Regions from separate parts of the Capra hircus genome. Here region 2 is linked to region 1. The links are chromatin contacts, called in public Hi-C maps. All regions are on one chromosome and are shown on one strand. The core of a region is the stretch at or near the end of the contact, and the rest is flanking DNA. Distances in the headings are between cores, read along the strand shown.

Region 1 (3,758 bases), core at 342-2,841:
ATCTTCTGCCCAAATAGGATTGAATTCTAACCAATGAGATTACAATTTCGGAAATTGCTAGCTTTTCTGGCCCAATCAAGACTAGGCTATGTCTATAAATGAGACTGCCTAGGGGGTCGGTGAATAAAACCTGTGAGATACTATGGCGCGTACGAAGCAGACTGCCCGCAAGTCGACCGGTGGCAAGGCCCCGCGGAAGCAGCTGGCCACCAAGGCGGCTCGCAAGAGCGCGCCGGCCACGGGCGGTGTCAAGAAGCCGCATCGTTACCGGCCGGGCACCGTGGCCCTGCGGGAGATCCGGCGCTACCAGAAGTCGACCGAGCTGCTGATCCGCAAGCTGCCGTTCCAGCGGCTGGTGCGCGAGATCGCGCAGGACTTCAAGACGGACCTGCGCTTCCAGAGCTCGGCCGTGATGGCGCTGCAGGAGGCGAGCGAGGCCTACCTGGTGGGGCTGTTTGAAGACACGAACCTGTGCGCCATCCACGCCAAGCGCGTGACCATCATGCCCAAAGACATCCAGCTGGCTCGCCGCATCCGCGGGGAGCGGGCTTAAGGCGTACTTTTAAAAACAGACGATCTAAAGGCTCTTTTCAGAGCCACCCACGTTTTCTTAAAAAGCAGCTGTACCAGCTTTCACTTTAGTCGGTGAACTCTTAATGCACGAGTGTTACGGGCAAAGCGGGTAGGAGAGTTTAACACGCGTTGAGTGGTGAGGTTATGGAATTAAAGCTGACAGACACTAGAGGGAGCCCCAGAAGCAAGGTCTGGGTCGTTTTTAACTGCGCTTACAAGCTGGTTTTATTTCTTAATGCAGAGCTCCAACCTAGCCTATTTTTTTTTTTTTTTTGGAGAACCTAGCCATTTCTGAGAAAACTTTGCAAGAAGCTAAATCCTCTGCTGGTCGTTTTTAGCGCTTTCCAAGCTGCTAGTACAAAACGTTAGCACAAATCTGAATACTGAAGAAGGCCGTCATGTGATAACTGTAATCGGTTTCAGCTCAATTCTACAGTTACTAGAATTAGGCCAGATGTTAGATAAAATCCTCGGTCCCCAAGTAGTTTCTCGGTACTTCAACTGTTAAGAATGGGGACAAGAATCCCGAGATACGTAGGATCCCATCTTCCTAACTGCGTGAGACAGAAGGCGCAAACTGTAAAAAACAAAAAAAGGCGGGGGGAGGGGGTAGGCGGCTAAGGTATTGTTGCGAAAACCAGAACCAAACTTACCCAAAATAGTACAGAGGAGTAAAACGATGCAAAAATAAGAGAAAGTTAGCTTGTCTTTAGCACGCGCTTCAGATCTCTACTATATACAAGTCAATGAGAAAAAGTGAAAATCATTTAACAGAAGACCCCAAACAGGTGAAACTATATTTACTTAATTTAATGTGAAACAGAACATTTTGATTGGTTAACAAGATGTTTGTTGTAAGAACCACTAAGAAAGCGCGAGCAGGACCTCATTTACATGGACTCTGCCTCTCTATGACGACACTATTGTATCTTAACCAATAAAAATGCAGTACTCTGTTAGCCTTCATTTGCATACAGGCTCTATAAATAGCGTGTAAGTGGCCAGGTTTGAAGTAGTCGGGATCGTTTAGTCCAGGCGTGTGGTGTGTCTTCCTGCAAAAATGCCGGATCCAGCAAAATCTGCTCCTGCTCCTAAAAAAGGTTCTAAGAAAGCTGTCACGAAAGTGCAGAAGAAGGATGGCAAGAAGCGCAAGCGCAGCCGCAAGGAGAGCTATTCCGTTTACGTGTATAAGGTGCTGAAACAGGTGCACCCGGACACCGGCATCTCGTCCAAGGCCATGGGCATCATGAATTCCTTCGTCAATGACATCTTCGAGCGCATTGCCGGCGAAGCGTCGCGTCTGGCGCATTACAACAAGCGCTCAACCATTACTTCTCGAGAGATCCAGACGGCGGTGCGCCTGCTGCTTCCCGGTGAGCTGGCCAAGCACGCCGTGTCCGAGGGCACCAAGGCGGTCACCAAGTACACCAGTTCAAAGTAAGGGCGCGCAAGGGACGAGATTGAACATCTACGTTATACACAAAGGCTCTTTTCAGAGCCACTTACGTTACCAGAAAAAGCGGCTGTAAACACTTAATTAAATGCGTTGGGTGGGTCCATAATTAGGATCGCACTTACATGTGGGGCTATATCGGGACAATGGTAAAAGTTGCCCTAGCAGTTAAAATTCGAAACGTCCCATGATCCAGTGGTGCCACCTAATGGTAAATGTCTTGCTGGTAATAGGGTGTTCAAGATGGTCCCTACCTGCCTAGTCTGAGTCCTCAGTGGAGTTTAGTTACAAGGGGGAAGGGGAGCTAACCTACTAAATTCGTTTGTTCTTTTATCTAGTAAACGAGCTGGAATTTACTCTCAACGTACAGATAGCCTTGAGTTCCCCAGTCCCCGCTGTTTACTAATATCTTAGTTTTTTTTTAATCGTACACCTCTGGGTATGTGTCACAAGCTTTTACCAACATAGCCAGGTGCTTTAGTATGTTGGCCTGTCAGCAAATCCCAATTTAGCAATCCTCCCCTAACTTCTTTTTAGCCCAGTGACCTTCAACCAGATAAATTTTCGCACTACCTTCCTCCCCCAGGCCCCCAACCATGGGACATTTGGCAATATCTGGAGACATTTTTGATTGTCATCACTTGGGAGGGGGTGCTACTGGCATTTAGTGGATACATCCTACAATGTATAGGACAGTTTACAGCCCCCACAACTAAGAGTTGTCTGTTTGGTGCATAACGTTGATCCTTGTGATAAGGTTGAGAGACCCAGTGCCCAAAGACTTCTTTCTTTCAGGGATTTCCTGCCCCCCGCCCCTTTTAGGATTTAGTTCTCATTTAGGTCAAACATTTTCCCCTGTCCTGTGCTTTTGGTGAAAACTGAGCAGTACATAATTTACTGTGATTGTCTACACTCCTTCACAGGAAAATAATCTCCTCCAGGGCAAGGACCTTGTCTTAGTTTTGTAACAAACTTCCCTGGTTACAACAACCATTTACCAGCCTGCTAAACAACATCCAGGTGCCTGTCCTGAAGTTCCCTGATAAAGTCAGGTTGGGGGTGGGGACTGGGGAGGTGGATTTTAGTATTCTCGGGTGTCTTTTTTTAATAGATTTTGGGGACATGATATATAAAAGGGCACAGTTAACGTGGGATGAATTTCTAAGGCTCTCTCAAAATTTGCAAAACTCAAGACTAATCCTGACAAAGGCTGGATATTTTACCAAATAAAATACACCCTTGAGGCAAAAGGACAAAATCTTAGTTTCCAATTCACTTGACAGTCAAGTTTTGATATTAATCAAACTTGGGAGAATTTACATGACTGTGCTTATAATGAATTTTATTAATTTATAATGTAGGAGTTCAATTTACATCTAATTAAAAGTTGAATTGTGGGCTGTATCTGATTTCTCTCTTTCACGTGGAAATAAAGATTCTCAGTGAGTCATCTTTTCCCCAGAGATTCTCAGACAAAGAGGCCAGGGAAAGATGACTCAACTGAGAATCTAAAATTTTCAGTTGAAAGAAAAAAAAATCATTATACAATACACTTTATGGTAGGAAAAATCACTGTACGTTTAAAGGCCAGGGTTGTCTATCTTCTACCCAAACAAGCCATCAGATAGTATATCTGTTCTTCTCCTCAACTAGAATCCTTGAGTTCAGGGGCTCTCATACCTGAGGACTAGGGACCATGTTTCTTATGGTCTTTTGAAGTTGTTAAAGCGTT
Region 2 (3,758 bases), core at 421-2,920, 220 kb before region 1:
TCGCTCAGTCGTTTCTGACTCTTAGCGACCCCATGGTCTGCAAGCCTACCAGGCTTCTCCGTCCATGGGATTTTCCAGGCAAGAGTACTGGAGTGGGGTGCCATTGCCTTCTCCGACAGAAGGCTAAAGAACCTTTAATTAGGAGAAAAGAACAAACAGAGGGCAGGAGAGAGCATGTTGAAGGATCATACAAAGGCCTATTTGGCTGTAGTGGAGGAGCAGAGACAGGACACCGAGAAGGAATACCTAAGGGCAGACCAGGCCAGCTAGAGGGCTCTGAGGGCTACTAAATACGTCAGGGAAGTAAAATTAAGCCATTAAAGATTCCTGAACATCGATATGAATAAAATGATAAAGACTCAAAACACTGACATAAGTATGTAACATTAAATGGTAATGGTGTTCAGTGTGATAGGTGTGGAGTTTCATTCAGTTAAGGAGATGTGGGTCTCAGGGCAGTTAGCAGCATTGCAAGTAGCTGAGAACCTACAAAACATCTTGAAGGAAATCTAGCTGTGAGAAGTGACTGAGATATGGAAAGTGGGAAAGTCATGGTTATAACTGAGAAGCCAGTATAATTATGATGCCACAAACAATGATAACAGAAATTTATTTTGTCTTCATAACACTTCTGGATCATAGTGTGCTGTATTTGCCTAAGCAGATGGCAGCTGTTTATGTAGTACCTTGGTAGGGCGAAGAAAACAAATCGCTTTCAGATGTTTCATGATCTCTCGATTTTGAGAATCAATGCGTTCAAAAAGGTACACTTCCTTCTGGAGAATTTCTGATTGTGTGTATACCATACTCACTATGCCAGTCTGTAAAGAAAAAAATTAACTAATTTTATGCGAGTCCAGAATAATAAAAACAAGCAGCAATACCTAAGACTTAAAAAAATTTTTTTTTCATTAATACTACTTACTGGGATAACTTAAATACTAGCATATGTAATAACATTTACTGAGCATCTAAAATAGTAAGTAATGTACCAAAATGAAATGCTCTCTCTGAACACGGACAAACCATAAATTGACAAAAATTTTCACACCACCAAAGAGTTTTTTTTTTTAAATTTCGTGACTGATAAATAATAACCTGTCATCTCAGTGTGAGCTTTAATAGCTTTACTTTAAAAACACAACGCTGAGTGGAAACAACAGGGCAATCCCAAAGTCTTCCCAGTGGTCTGTCTTATACATCATTTCTTGGCACAGGCATTTAGAAAAAGATTTCTGATTTCAATCGTTTTGGGTACAAGAAGACTCTCTGGCAGTGGTTAGAATCATTCAGAGTGAAAACCATCTAGGCAAGCTTTATAAAGCCTTTCAGTTCCATACTAAACTTACAAATCTTTAATTAAATGCTAAACCCTACACTGGAATGGGACCAGCTATTGCAAGGGAGGAGGGTTCCCCCCCAAAACACTGAGCAAAAGCAAACTCACCGTCTCTTTATCCATGAGAAGTACTTTCATGCCAGGTCCGCTGTCCTCTATCATTTTGGAAATGTATTGCTTTACAGCAAAAACCACGTTCATGGTGGCGAACTGACAGGTTAGCCCTATAGCTCTTCCCACCCTCTGTTTTTCTTTCTAAATCAACCCCCGTTCTTTTGGCCGGGTCTCAGCAACTTCCTCCCCGGCCAGCTCTGGCTTCCGGAAGTCCGGGCAGCAGTGGTCTCGGGAGTTGTAGTTCCGCTACGCGGTCCGGGGAACCCAGCCTCCCGACTGGATGGACGAATTCAGCAGAGACACCCCGCCAATCCCGGACGTGATTCTGATCCACCTCCAGCCTCGATGCTCAGACCCCTCCCCGTCCTTAGCCTCGAGGCGTGGCCGCGGCTTGCCACCCCTCCTGCCGGCCTGGGGAGAAGGTGGCGCCTCGCTGTGTGGAGGAACTTGGTATACGGCTGGCTCGGATGCACGCACGGCAGAGCTTCGACGTGGTAGCTTTTTGCCATTAACGCTTTCTTGGGTGGTAGTGAAGGATGAAGGGAAGGGAGGAGGCCTTATGTTCCCCGCAGATTCACGGCACTTGGAGGGACAGCGTTTGGTAATATCTGCTAAACAGTGCCCTAGATTCGTCTTCCTCGGCTTCTTTGGGTCATTAACAAGGCGAGGACACTGCCCTGCAAAGTGAGGCCCGAAATGGTTTTCCGAAGACTGAGGGGCATCGGAACAACAAACACGTTTGTTGAACAAACGAACAAAAGGAACAGGATATTCTGGGAGAGGTCTCAGATCCCCTAGGAGAGCCTGGAGCTGTGGTCTGCCGCTGGATCTCGCAGGCTGTGCGTCCAACTGAGACAGAAACCTCCCAGTTTTGGGGGCCCTGGGTTTTTAGATTACGTGGGCTTCAACTCGCCCGGGACACCGGGGACCTGTGATGCTGAAACTGCGGGCAGGAGCAGTGAACAGGGTCAAAAATGGGTAGGGATCATATACTTGGTTGGGCTAATGCAGAGAAGCGCTGGGATTTTAAGGAAAAACTCAAAAATTTTATTTAAGAAATGACAAAAACTAAACAACAGAATGAATCTTAAAGCCATCAGCTTCCAAATGTCTGCCTTTGTATTTATACCCTACGCGTCTTCTCTCCATCATGCCGTTTTTCAAAAAGGAGGGTAAATAGTTTTCTGCACCTTTGCGTTGGGGAATTGTAAAATCAGGAACATAACAAGAAACAACTGCAAGAAATCAGTGACTGTAATTGCTTGTAAATATTTCTACCAAAAAAGTAACCAGTGTTTATTGGGCTCACAGTTTAATCAATACATTCAACATCACCAAATCATTCTTTCATTCTATTGTGTAAAGTGTAGAGTTAAAACTACACCGGGAGCACGCTAACATGAATCTGGCTATTAAGTTTATTTTATTAAGCTTTGTGTACAATTTTCAAATCCTTTACAGGAGATCAGAAACCGCTTGAAATACCATAGGTTTTTGTCACCTCTAAAGTTTCCTTCCTTTTCAGTTTTTCTACCGCATAAATAAAACTTCCCTTTTGGCATTCTTTTCTATTTTTGAGGTACATTTTGCAAGAAAAGTTATATTAAAGTGAAAATACGAATCTTTAAATGGATACAAATGAGAAGAATCTTAATATCTAAAAATTCTGTTTTTTAAAATTTATTTGAATTTTTAAATACAATAAATATTTTATTTAAAGTATAATACAATTTAAAATATAGAAAACAGCAAACTTGTAACTGAAGAAGTAACTGCAGATCTTGTAAGTTACCAATAGTTGAAAATTCTCTCCTGTCATTGGTTTTTGTTTTTTATTATCTATAATTTGGGCTTCCTTGGTGGCTCATTGGTAAAGAATCCACATGCCAGTGCAGGAGCTGCAGGTTCAATCCTTGGTCCAGGAAGATCCCCTGGAGAAGGAAATGGCAACCCATGCCAGTATTTTGCCTGGAAAATCCCATGGACAGAGGAGCCTAGCAGACTACAGTCCACCAGATCACAAAGAGTCGGACGCTACTTAGCAACTGAACAATAGTAACCTATAATTTGAATTTCAATGTGGTATAAGATTGTTTTCCAGTTTATTCACTTTTCAGAAGAAACAAGGAGAGAAAGTCTTGTCTATGAACTTTGTGCTTTTTTTAGACAATTGTCAGTTCAGTTCAGTCGCTCAGGCGTGTCTGACTCTGCGACCCCATGAATCGCAGCACGCCAGGCCTCCCTGTCCATCACCAACTCCCGGTGTTCACTCAGACTCACATCCATTGAGTCAGTGATGCCATCC

Evidence for each region. Hi-C and Micro-C count contacts between places; a contact is called where the count stands out from the background.
Region 2: a contact with region 1 is called in a Hi-C map of blood, with 2.3 times the contacts expected there. The contact joins the promoter of VPS45 here to the promoter of LOC102173518 in region 1. A contact is called at or near these places in 2 of 5 Hi-C or Micro-C datasets (both in blood).

Annotation. Positions count from the first base shown.
Region 1 is chr3:99,382,529-99,386,286 of ARS1.2, reverse strand. It overlaps LOC102173518 (histone H2B type 2-F), which reads left to right and starts at 1,591. Exons shown (of 2, transcript XM_005677710.3): 1 at 1,591-2,010. The coding sequence starts at 1,634. LOC102173247 reads left to right here. Exons shown (of 6, transcript XM_018046516.1): 6 at 138-588. The coding sequence ends at 553.
Region 2 is chr3:99,606,078-99,609,835 of ARS1.2, reverse strand. It overlaps VPS45 (vacuolar protein sorting-associated protein 45), which reads right to left and starts at 1,670. Exons shown (of 15, transcript XM_005677696.3): 1 at 1,448-1,670; 2 at 687-821. The coding sequence starts at 1,540.